Linked DNA regions of Mus musculus: region 1 is linked to region 2. The links are chromatin contacts, called in public HiChIP or PLAC-seq maps. All regions are on one chromosome and are shown on one strand. The core of a region is the stretch at or near the end of the contact, and the rest is flanking DNA. Distances in the headings are between cores, read along the strand shown.

Evidence for each region. HiChIP or PLAC-seq counts read pairs in DNA pulled down with a chosen protein or histone mark.
Region 1: an H3K27ac HiChIP or PLAC-seq map of the NIH/3T3 cell line shows a contact between it and region 2, with 5 times the contacts expected there. The contact joins two enhancer-like sites. A contact is called at or near these places in 1 of 39 promoter capture datasets (liver), 1 of 15 datasets of contacts at CTCF or cohesin (the NIH/3T3 cell line), 6 of 484 Hi-C or Micro-C datasets (differentiating embryonic stem cells, embryonic fibroblasts, embryonic stem cells and 2 more) and 14 of 115 datasets of contacts at active chromatin or transcription factors (the NIH/3T3 cell line, the SCID.adh cell line, T-cell acute lymphoblastic leukemia and 8 more).

Annotation. Positions count from the first base shown.
Region 1 is chr6:94,981,941-94,987,871 of GRCm38.p6, forward strand. No RefSeq gene overlaps it. Among named protein-coding and RNA genes, the nearest start is that of 4930511E03Rik, 41 kb to the left of the region's middle. Within about 2 kb of position 2,666, at least 10 of the 459 cell types and tissues checked have an H3K27ac peak or open chromatin away from gene starts, as enhancers often do. A contact at or near this core is called in the NIH/3T3 cell line, where this site is marked.
Region 2 is chr6:94,644,068-94,649,406 of GRCm38.p6, forward strand. The region is part of intron 3 of Lrig1 (leucine-rich repeats and immunoglobulin-like domains 1); the gene reads right to left. Among named protein-coding and RNA genes, the nearest start is that of Mir7041, 40 kb to the left of the region's middle. RefSeq lists an enhancer at 3,352-4,927. Within about 2 kb of position 3,739, at least 207 of the 459 cell types and tissues checked have an H3K27ac peak or open chromatin away from gene starts, as enhancers often do. A contact at or near this core is called in the NIH/3T3 cell line, where this site is marked.

The DNA of each region.
Region 1 (5,931 bases), core at 1,416-3,915, 340 kb after region 2:
TTACAGGAAAAGAAAGGGGGCAGGGCAGTCCACAGCAGCCTTTAAACAGAGTAACTCTGGAAGTTACTTTGGAAGCCACAGCCATTGTATGCTGGCTCCTGCAAAGAAACTCACACCACACCTGGGTCTGTAGTACCGTCAAGAATCACCTCCCCACCCCCAATAACGTCCATGTTTAAATCTCTGAACAATATTTTCACAACCAATGAAAATGCGGAGAACAAGTGATCCTGTGAGGTCTAGCCCCAAGTGATCTATCTTCAGCACAACTCATTCACCTGAGGCTGGGGGACACGGCAAGAGCACAGAACAAGTGTACGAGGAGCAAGAGAACCAGGAAGTAGGCTGTGAGACTGTGTCTCTTAGGAATGCCTGGGACGATACACATATGGGAAGTCTCAGCAGCATGGCTACCTAAACAAGACCTGAACAAAGACGATGCCAACAGACACATTAACATGGAAGGGGAAAATCTCACTGGGCCTTAACCCTAGACAGAACTACACGCAGCTAAGGGATGCTGAGGGCAGGAGAAATAGTCTTCCCAGAGGAGGTCACACTGATTGGTTATCTAAAACCAAGTGGTCAGCCCTAAAACCGCATACTTGTAAGGAACAGCATACAGACTGAGCAGATTGCATTTATATATTTAGGAATATGTATTATCAAGTCTCCCCAGCACTAACACTTATGAGCCTATAGGACAATACCAAAGCCAGCAAATTGACATAGCTGCAATGCATCATGGCTGTTTCCAGTTTACCTGGGCTCCTTACCACTCTTTCAGGCTAAGGTATTCACTCCCTGGATGAAGACAGAGCACAGCGTCTTCACTCACTTACGACGCCCTATTAAAACCATTTCCAGCTCCTTCTTACCATGGTTTCCAACCACTCAAACGATGACTAATAATTTTGTTTGAATTTTTCTCATTTCAGAAGTGCTATGTAAATGAAACCACCAATATCTAATACTATGAGGGTTGTATGTATCCATGATTTGTCCTTTTTCTTTTTTTAAAAAATTTTTATTAGGTATTTTCCTAATTTACATTTCCAATGCTATCCCAAAAGTCCCCCATACTCTCCCCCCACTCCCCTACCCACTCACTCCCACTTTTTGGCCCTGGCGTTCCCCTGTACTGGGGCATATAAAGTTTGCATGTCCAGTGGGCCTCTCTTTCCAGAGCTGTCTCTTGTGAGACTATGCCGGGGTCCTTTTTCTTTTAACTGAGTAATATTCACCTGTGTGTGTGTGTGTTGGTTTGTTTTGCTGTCTACTTGCTGAAGACCCTCTAGGCTAGTTGCAAGTTGGAAGCGTTGATAAAAAAAATAGCTAAAAACATTCATATATAGTTTTACTTTGAATATATCCTTTTATTTCTCTAAAACTAATACCCGAGAGTATAACTGCTAGCCCAAATGATAGCTAGAGGTTTAGTTATGCAGAAAATAGTCAAATTGTTTCCCAGAGTAAGTGCCCCATTTTCATAATGGTGCCCACAATGTTTGGATGATCCATTCTCTCCTCATGACTCCAGCACTTGGTGGTGTTCCCATTTCTAATCTAAGTAACAGGCAACAATTGTATCTCCTTTGGATTTTAATATATATTCCCTAGTGGCTGATACTGCTGAATACATACTGTCTGGATGCCCTCTCTAGTGACATAGCCACTCATATCTTTTACCAATTTTCTCAGTTCCTGTAGCTTATCTTCTCACTCAACTTACATGGGCCTTTTCAGTGCAAAAATTTGCCTTATAATTTTAAAATGTCAATTAGAAGAATAAAAATAACCATGCTTGCTGTTTCTTCCAGTAATTTAGCATGTATTTTCCTTGAAAGTGTTCTAGTTTCTGTTCTCTGTGACTAGATAATAAAGTGATATTGTATACCATGAGATTAGTTGGAAATAGTTTCAGACATGAATGAGAAGTGAGCTTGGATGAATTTTCACACTCTGTTTCTCCTTTAGAGAACAGAGCTAGCAATGAACATCCTTCTCTTGCAGACAGAGAAAATAGATGTAACTTCAGAAGAGAAAGCACACTAGTGTCTGAGACACTAAGCGGTAACTGTAGTCTGGGTAAAGGAAAGAAAACTGCATCACAGGAACTGTGATGTACCATTTGAATCACAAAAAATCTAGTAACCAGCTCCAACTACAGAAGGCTGGATCTCTGGATGATGGGAAATCCACACGTATGAAGCACCATAGCCACAACCAGAAATGGTCAGGTTAGTACATCATTGTGACATGCTAATATCCAGGTGTGGTCTTGTACGCTTATAGGCTTGTAATTCAAGTACTGGGGAGGTTGAGGCAGAAGGCTTCCAATTTCAAGGTTCACCTGAGCTACATAGTGAATTTAAGGCCAGCCTGGAACACATGGTGAGATCATACCTTAAATACAAAATAAAACATACATATATGCATATATAAAGAGTTTGAAATGGAGTTGACCTCTAATTGGAAAACAATTCCTCTCCTAGATGACATAGGCTATCAAATAAAAAGCTAAGCAATGTAAAATATGGGGTACCTCTTTTCAAATTGTGGTTAGCAGGGTCCCATAGACTGCCTCTAGATGTTACAGGCTATTGCCTTGCTCTTAATTGTCTCCAGATGGTAAGACTCTGTTGCAGATGCCATACACTTTAGTCATAGAATGTTGGGAAATCAAAGTGGTACTGACCTGGAAGCTTCCTCTCTACTGACTGCATGTCACAGTGCTGGAAGGTGCCGTGTAAACTACTGAGGGAGAAAACAAACCATCTGTGAGCCCTGTGAGCTCTAATAACAACTGGCCTGGCAGGGCAGGCTCACTGGGGCAATACTGGCATGGATGTCGTGGGAGCAATCAATCGTTTTCTGATTATAGTAAAGGCCTACTCCACAAGATGTGACTCATGCTCAGCAGCATCAATGGGGCCAAGAACCTATCAGCTTGCTAAGTCATAGGCTCTAGAAGAGAACCTAATATTATTATGCTGCTAAATGGATATAGCAGCAAACTAGTCTTCTCTTCATGTCATGGACTAGTGCATCTCCCAAGCCTCATCAGAGAAGCTTATGTTTTGCAGAGACCCTCGACTAGTCAATGCTCAGAAAATAATGACCCACGTGTGTTAAATAGCACATCTATATAATACCTCTTCCTCCCAGGGCTTTAGGGCTCACTACAGAAGAGGGAGCAGAGAGATAGTACAAAGCAGAGGTAGTTGATAAATACAGAGAAACTGTGTCGTTTTGGACATGACAGGGCAGCTGCACACAGGAACAGTGGCTATGACTATATGTGCAAGATAAAGCCAGACAAAATCCTAAGCATGGGTGGGGATGAAGTCACAAACTGAGGGCTTAGGGAACGTGGGCCCTGAGAGAATGCCCATGTCCAGTAGATGGCCTTATACCCATGCACATAGTGGCAGCACTAGGAGACTCCATGAGTTTAAAAAAAAAAAAAAAGCACATGAAATTGGGACAGAGTAGTGCTGGTGGAGATGGAGGAGAAATTGGAAAGATAAAATAAGAAAAAGAAAGAAGAAGGTTGATGGCAGTTAGACAGCCAAGGTGTTGTGTGAACTATTCTGAGTCTGATGGTGTATATTTGATGGTGTATATTTGATGGTGTATATTTACAGAGTGTTAACTTATTCAATTTTGCATTTCAACTTTCTATGTTTTAACTTAGGCTTAAGAGTTTGAAAGAATGTATCATACCCAAGCCTGAAAACATCCAGTTTATGAAAATGCAAACACAAATGGTTGTCCTTCAGTTCAGGACTCCCCATAGATTCCAACGGCTACAGAGGCACAGTATCAAAACGTATTTGCATGCAGCCTACCAACATTCTCCCCCACACTTTCAATCATCTGTAGATCATACAGAATACTTATTGCCATGCCAATGATATATAAATAGTTGCCATATTGTCCCATTTAGGAAAAAAATGATGTTACAGCTTGACTATGAAGTGCCCCCATAGACTCATATTTCAAACACTTGTTCCCCAGATGCTAGAACTATTTTGGGAGGTTCTGGAAACTTTAGGAGGTGTGACAGGGTTGCAGGAAGTAGGTCATTGGAAGCATTCTTTTGAGGCTAGAACAGGTCCTGGTCTCTTCCTAGTCCTCTGTTTCCTGCCACCCTAAGGTGAGCAGCCTGCAATACATGCTCCCAATGCTATGGTATCCTTGTTTCAGCACAGGCCTGCAAATGGCAGAGAAAGAGACTATGGGATATAATCTCTAAACCCTTGACAAAAAAAATCATCTCTGCTTTAAGTTGCTTATGTCAAATGTTTGCCATAGTGCCAAGAAGACTAACAACAAATGACAAGACAAAATAGGCTACATATTTCTAGCATGGCAGCAGTTTGATTGTAAAGACACAAAATCACAGATAACACAGCCTACTGCACACTTTCACATGCTCTGTATTAGACACAAGACAGTAATGAGCTGTGTTGATCGTGGGGTTGCCTAAGCGATACAGAAGTTGTTCAAGGATGATTTTTCTTACTGTTTAAAAGATCGTTTAGAAGAGTCCATAAGTGTGCTGTCTGCAACTCTGCAGTCATTCTCAATGACAACACTGCCCTCTAGTGTTCTCTTCTTTCTAGAACGAAGAGACAGTCTAGCAGTGTGTGCATACTCAGATGCATTGGTTTCAGGGACCACCACCAGCAATGTTTGTTACCTATCTGCCTGGAAGTGAACTCTAGTGATTCAAACCTGCCTCTTTCAACAGCTGCTCAAGCCAAGTCAGTTCTTCTGAAAGGACATTTACTAGGTATGCACAGACCAGAACACTGTGGGACTAAGACTGCAAAATAAGGGCTGAGATATCACCAGTCAAAGCAAGATGTAGAGGCAAACCTCCACGTCTGTTTGATGCCTTTATAATACTATTTCTGGAAAGTGTACCATTGTGGACTATCTTACTCATGGACTGGTCTCCCCTCTTCTCCCTGGAAAAAAATGATTTTCAAAAGTACAATTTCCAAAAGACAACACACATGATAGTTTTTCATTAAGATGGTCAGATGCACCTTAAAGCAAGCATCAAGTATTTGCAACAGCAGGGAGTGGCATATTGCACCCATTAACCATCACCCCAAGACCAGTTACCATCTACCACCCATATGCTGACAATCCAACTCGATCTGAATTTCCATCTTTTACTTTTTGAGACGCACTGACGAAAATGATACTTTATCAGTTTCATTTCATATTTTAAACATTGGCATCATTTCCCTCATACAAGTTCTTTGGAAAGAGAAGCTGGCAACATCCGCCAGCCCTGTTACTAGCAAAGTTGGTATTCTCAGAGTAAATTTCTCTTCATTGGATAATTTCTATTAATTGCATGCTATGTGGCAAAGGAGGGGGGAGGAGAAAGAGAGGTGAAGAGGGAGAAATTTCCTCTTGGTCACCCTGCAGTGATCTCCTTGGGAACGAAATAATAAGTAGAACTATCAAGGAGAAAGCACAAAGGCCCTTCTGCAGTGGGTGGTCACTATCGTTAATTCTTCATTGTATTTCTCACTAACCTAAAGCTCCTGTGAACTATTAAATTACTATGGGGATTTCCTCTGGGCTTCTGGCCCCAGCTGGTCTCAGGATGTTCTCAGCAACAGGCAGCTTGGGTCGTGTTCTCTGAACACCTGTCACCTGCTCCACACAGTAATCTAAATAGAATGTGCATACAAAGGGCCTTTTATCAATTATGCAATGATCAGCTTGGCTCGGGCTGAGCATCTGTGTGGCCCCCCCTTAGAATGTGTTGAATGTTCCCCAAACAGGCGGCATCAAAACACGGAGGGCAAGAAGGGGCATGAAGATAAGGTTGCTAGCTCATTCTTCCAGCTTCAGTCAGAAGAGCCTGAGCACACGGCGCTTGATCGGTGGGTGGAGGGAGATGTC
Region 2 (5,339 bases), core at 2,489-4,988:
CACAGCATGTGAGCCTACTCCAGGTGGTAGACCCTTTAAAAAGCCACTGTAGTTGGAACCTGGATTAAACCCACTGGAGCTTGTCCACAGATAGGCTGGCCTTCCCACTTTGCAGATGGAAATAACTTTGTACCAGAATGTAAATCCCACCCACAGTCTCAGAGATGTGGAAAAGCCTCAAGATGGAGGAGGGCAGTAGTCAGATCCCTGGGGAAGAGATCATCACTGGACAGAACCCAGAACCTCCCCTCAGAGAGAAGCATCCCCAGTGAGGGGCAACCACGTGATCAGAACAGCAGTAGGACCTGTCTTTACAGATGCCAAGGAAGCAAATGAAACTAGGAAACATTGTATATATACCCCTAGTGACCCACACACCTGCAAAGAACGTCCCACGCCCTTAGTGCACAAGCTATAAACACATTGTTGCTCTAGGGCATTAGACCTATTGTCCAAGGAGAAGCCTTCCACCCTCTGCTCCCAACCATACCAGTCAAGGCTCATCCAGGTCCACACTGAAGAGGCTACATCCTGGCTGGGAGTTATCCAGCTAACTAGGGTGCAAGCCCAGGTGTTCTCAGACTCCCAGCTATGATGTCCTGTGTGCAGAAGAAGCACAAGAAGATAACAAAAAGGAAACTGGTGGAGCCGGGATGTCTTAGAAATTTCTTCAGGGGCACCAACGGGCTGCCTGCCACTGAAACATTCCCCTAGATCCATAAGCCAGCTTTGAAACAGCCCTGCAGTTCCAGGCAGAGGAGGAAGCTGTTTCAGCATTTGGCTGCAGCCTCTGAGACAAAGTCCTCTCCCTCTGGGGAGTTATACCATGTTGTGCCTTTAAAAATAAAACCAGGCCTGTTTCCTGCCTCATCTGGAAGACTTTTGATCTACTGATTATAAGATTTAGATTCTCTCTTACCACACGATTTCCCAAGCCTTTCAGCATATGAATTAAGTACACTTGGAGATTCAAGGATGGGCTCATGAGCAGGCCCTTTCATGATGCCCTCCTTATCCACCCCATAGGTGACACAACTGCCACAGGACCAGAGCAACACCACGGTCAATGCCACTGTTCTGCACCCCTGAATACCAGACCCCAGTCCAGTCTGCTCTGCAGGCCCCACCAGAGCACGCGTGTGCTCTTTTTTTCTTGGAACTGCATGCTTTTAAAGCAAGCCATTGTGCACTTAAATGCCAAAGGTAAGCCTGCAAAACATATGGAGGGGAAAAAAAGAGAGAGAGAGAAAAAAAATCTTTTAGCTTAGCACTAGGCAAATTCTTAGACCTGACCCTAAAAGCATAATCCAGAAGGTGGTGGACTTGACCTCAGACTAGAGGAAAACATATTCAAACCACACATCCAACACAGGCCCAGTATCTAGAATATGTAAAGACCTGCAGAACTGAAATACCAAAAGTAAAGTAAAATACTAGTTTGAAAATAAGCAAGAAGTCTGACATTTCAGCAAAAAGATTCACAGATAGTTGGGCACTTGGGTCTTGGGTGCAAGAGCCAGCCTGGGCTGTATCAAAACCAGCAAAATATAAAAACAGCCCACAGGTAGCCAATAAGGCTGAAGATGATTGGTCACAGCAGTCTTTCTCAGAACAATCAAAGCCTGGAAGGACCACAGGTGTCCTTCAGTGGTGAAAGATTAGACCCAACCTGGTAGCAGAAAGGAACAAAGTATCAACACACAAACCCCACCAACCTCCAGGGAATCACACTCAACAGAAGGACCAATCCCAACAGACTGTGCTGTCCAGTCCGTTTCCTCTTCAGAACACGTTACAAGGAAGGCAGTGGGTGTGGCCATGCAGGAGGAGGGCCTTTAGTGGGGATGGATACGTTCTAGGACTTGACTATATGATATGAATGTCCTGGTTGTGAAATTTTACAAGATTGCACCACAGAGGAAATGGAGCTAAAGCTATTCAGAGAATTTCTATTTCTCACAGCCACTTGTCAATCAACAATTTACTTTAAGGTACCAAAGTAAAACGTGTAACAAGAACAAAATGCCAGGACAGTCACAGCTACCAGAAGGCCTGGTGGAGTAAGAGAGCTATACTCCACAGCTTCCAATGAAGGAACTAATATAACAGAAAGTCAAGAATGAGCATGCGCACACGCGCGCGCGCACACACACACACACACACACACACAGTCTCTGAACTCCAACAGGTTTACAAGAGATCATTCAGAAGGAATTCCTGCAAGTAAGATCAATTCCAGGCAGACAGACTATGTAATTCCAGGCCTCCTGATTTCAGGTAAAGGAAAGCAATAGTCTCAGAGCACAGCAACAAAGCAAGAGCCACCTCACCGCAACCTGAAGCTACAGGAGATGGTAGGAAGCAAGGAGATCCTATTCACCTTCACCCCAGAGCCACGTGGTCCAGAAGTGACTCCCCGGCAGCTCTCCCAGGGAAAGTACCTTTTTATCCCCCAAGGCTCTGTCCCAAGCAGCTGTGCAGAGGCTGCTGGCACTGGAGACAGGGCCCAGGGTGCCAGTGCTGCAGCCTCCCCACACTCAGCACCCAGTTAAGAAGCTGGGAAGAGAAACCACAAATTGGCACCTTTGCCTCAGCTGTTTGGGTTTGAAATACATCCAGGAAGTGAGGAGAGTACTCCGGAATCTGCCCTAGAGTCATGTCTTCAAGGGCAGGTCCCCATTGTGGGCAACTCTGCTGGCATTACCACAAAGGGGGCTGGGGCTCTGCAGAGGCTTGGCAGCAGGATCACGTCCCTGGATGTGCTCTTAGGAGTAGACAGCCATAAACGCCCCACCACCACCACCAGAAGCAGCAGCAGCTATGTGAGTGAGAGGATGGGGAGGACTAGCCTGAAGTGCAGAGGCAGGAAGCCTTTCCAAGGATTTGCAATCTTTAATGAGAATGATACCAAATGAGCTCACCTGAGGCTGACAGAATGCTTGCAAAGCAAACACTACCTGGACAGACCGCATCTTGCCCCACACCCCGAGGGGTCTCACACCTAATACAACTTGATATGTCAGCTCAGGATTTGGCATATCAAGTTGTATTAACCCTCCTAAGCTCCCAGACCACAGATTCCAGAACAAAGTGAGCAGCCAGCTTGAGAAGCAGAGAAAAGGAACCTCGGGGAAGATACCTGCCTTCCTGTGCTTTTCGCAATCTCACTGGGCTACAGAATTGGATCTCAGAACGTACACAGGACGACACACCAAACCTGCTATCAATGTCTTATATGTGAAAAGGTGGAAGAATAACATCTGGCCATTTTTTAATTTAAAAGAAAAAAAAGTTTATTTCATATGCCTGTCAATATACCAAGCGATGTAGCCTATCTTGACAAACTGTCAACCTCTGCACAAGTGGGTTGATTCTACATTCCATATATACTGCCCAACAATGACAGGCCTTATGAAAGAAAGGCCTGCCTGGTATAAACACGAACACATTTCTCTCACTTGCACTAGGACAGCTGAAAATGGCTCCCAGGTGTGAGCAGACACAATAGGTCCAGCCTTCTTTGCAAGGTCACGCTGCAGGTCAAAGTCAAGCCAGCCATTTTCGGATTAGGTGCACAGGCACAGGAGGCTTCCCCAAGTGCTAACTGGATTAGAGAAGCCACCTGCAGGAAGTGGGGAGGGGGAGGAGGGGAGAAGGAAATGGCCCAGTTGGAATGAGTCTGCTGGTGTGGGCAGGAGCCAGCCCCTTTCACACGGGAGGTTGTGCAACCAGAGCAGCTCTGCTTCCAAGCTGCAAGTCCCGGAGCCCTGGGGGGTGTTCAGAGCCCGCTGCTGCAAGGAGTGGCTCCTCCCCTCCAAGTCTTCCTGGTTTCTCAAGCATCAAGCAGCCTGTATTCCCTCTGGATCCTGTACTATATTGAGAGAGGGAGAGAAAGGGGAGGAACAAAGGGAGAGATGGGAGAGGGGAGGGAGAGAACCACCCAAAGGCCTAACTAATATCAGCACAACTTCAGCTGCTCAGTTCCCAAAAAGGCAGGGACCTCCATGACCAAGTTGGTATTCGGCAAGCGCCCCCCTGCCTGGGCTCCCCAGCTCTGCAGCTGGTGTTCCCTTCACTTTCTCAGCAAATAACTTGCAGATGTACCTCTCATCTCCCTGGCTTACCACCACCCCCACTCTCAAAGACAGGGGAGGGGGGAGAGAAGGAAAATGACCAGTCATGACTGTGTGTAATTTGGCAGGCTCTCTAGGAGGCAGGCCACATGGGCTCCTTTCCCAGAGAAAGGCTCACTTCAACTGGGGGCAAAAGGACGTCTGCACTGCAGAGTCCCCGGGAAGCTGCCGGGACACAGGACTGATCACTGTGTAAAAGTAGATAGTTTTCTATTTCCAGGCTCACTGGTGGTACCCAGCATCCAATGAGACTGCAGTTCTGAGTCCACAGGTCCTTCTCGGGCCTTTCAACAGAAGCTTGCTGGCTTGCCTAACAGCCCACTCGCTGACAAAGAAAAAAAGACAGAAAGGCAAATTGGCCCCCAAATAAAGCTAGCCATGTCCTAGTCGTCCTGCAAGTACCCCTGAGTGCCTCAGGGTCTCACTCTGCTAGCTGAACAGTGCTAAATCACACCCACTTCCAGGAGGGGTAAGAACGCAAGTCTAATATTAGAGTTGTGGGTCAGAGTCCACAGGGTAGCCGCTGAGATTTCCAAATTCTTGAGTCATAGAACAAAGATTACAATAGGGACACACAGACAGTTATAGAGATAGGGAAAGTATATTAAGGAAGAGAAAGGCACTCCTAAGATGGGAGTGGGCTAGACAGCTGGGACAGGACTGAGACTTTTGTCAAAGCTTCTTGCCCTAAGCCTGGAGACCCTATGCAGGTCATGCCCATCACACCCACCTTCTCTTGAAGAATTTGTGGGCTTTTGCTTCAACTTTTGTTTCATATAGCCAGGTGGGGAGGGGTTCCCAGTGGCTTTGCCAACTGGCTTTGGCTCTTTTGTTAACCTCTGATGCCTCTTTCTCTATGCCATACTCTGCTACCACAGACAGGGTAAGCAACCTTGGGTCAAATGACTCGTTATCTGAGAGTCTTTCCTGTCATGCACACATCAGCAACATGAAGGGACTCAGACAGTACCCGGCCCTTGTATGATGATTATCTGTTTTCTCTGTCTTTCTCTGCAGGTAGATGTTGTTCCTTAGGAAAAGAAGACACTGACCAGTTGTTACTGAGCTCCTAGGGCCCTCCCAGGAGCCTCCCAACAGATACAGCAGCCTTAATCTATAAGTGCCAAGTCCATGAGAGCCAGCCTGTGCCCTACTGCTTTGCTTTTATTGTTAAACCTGAGCACTGTAAGAGGAAAGAGCAAACTA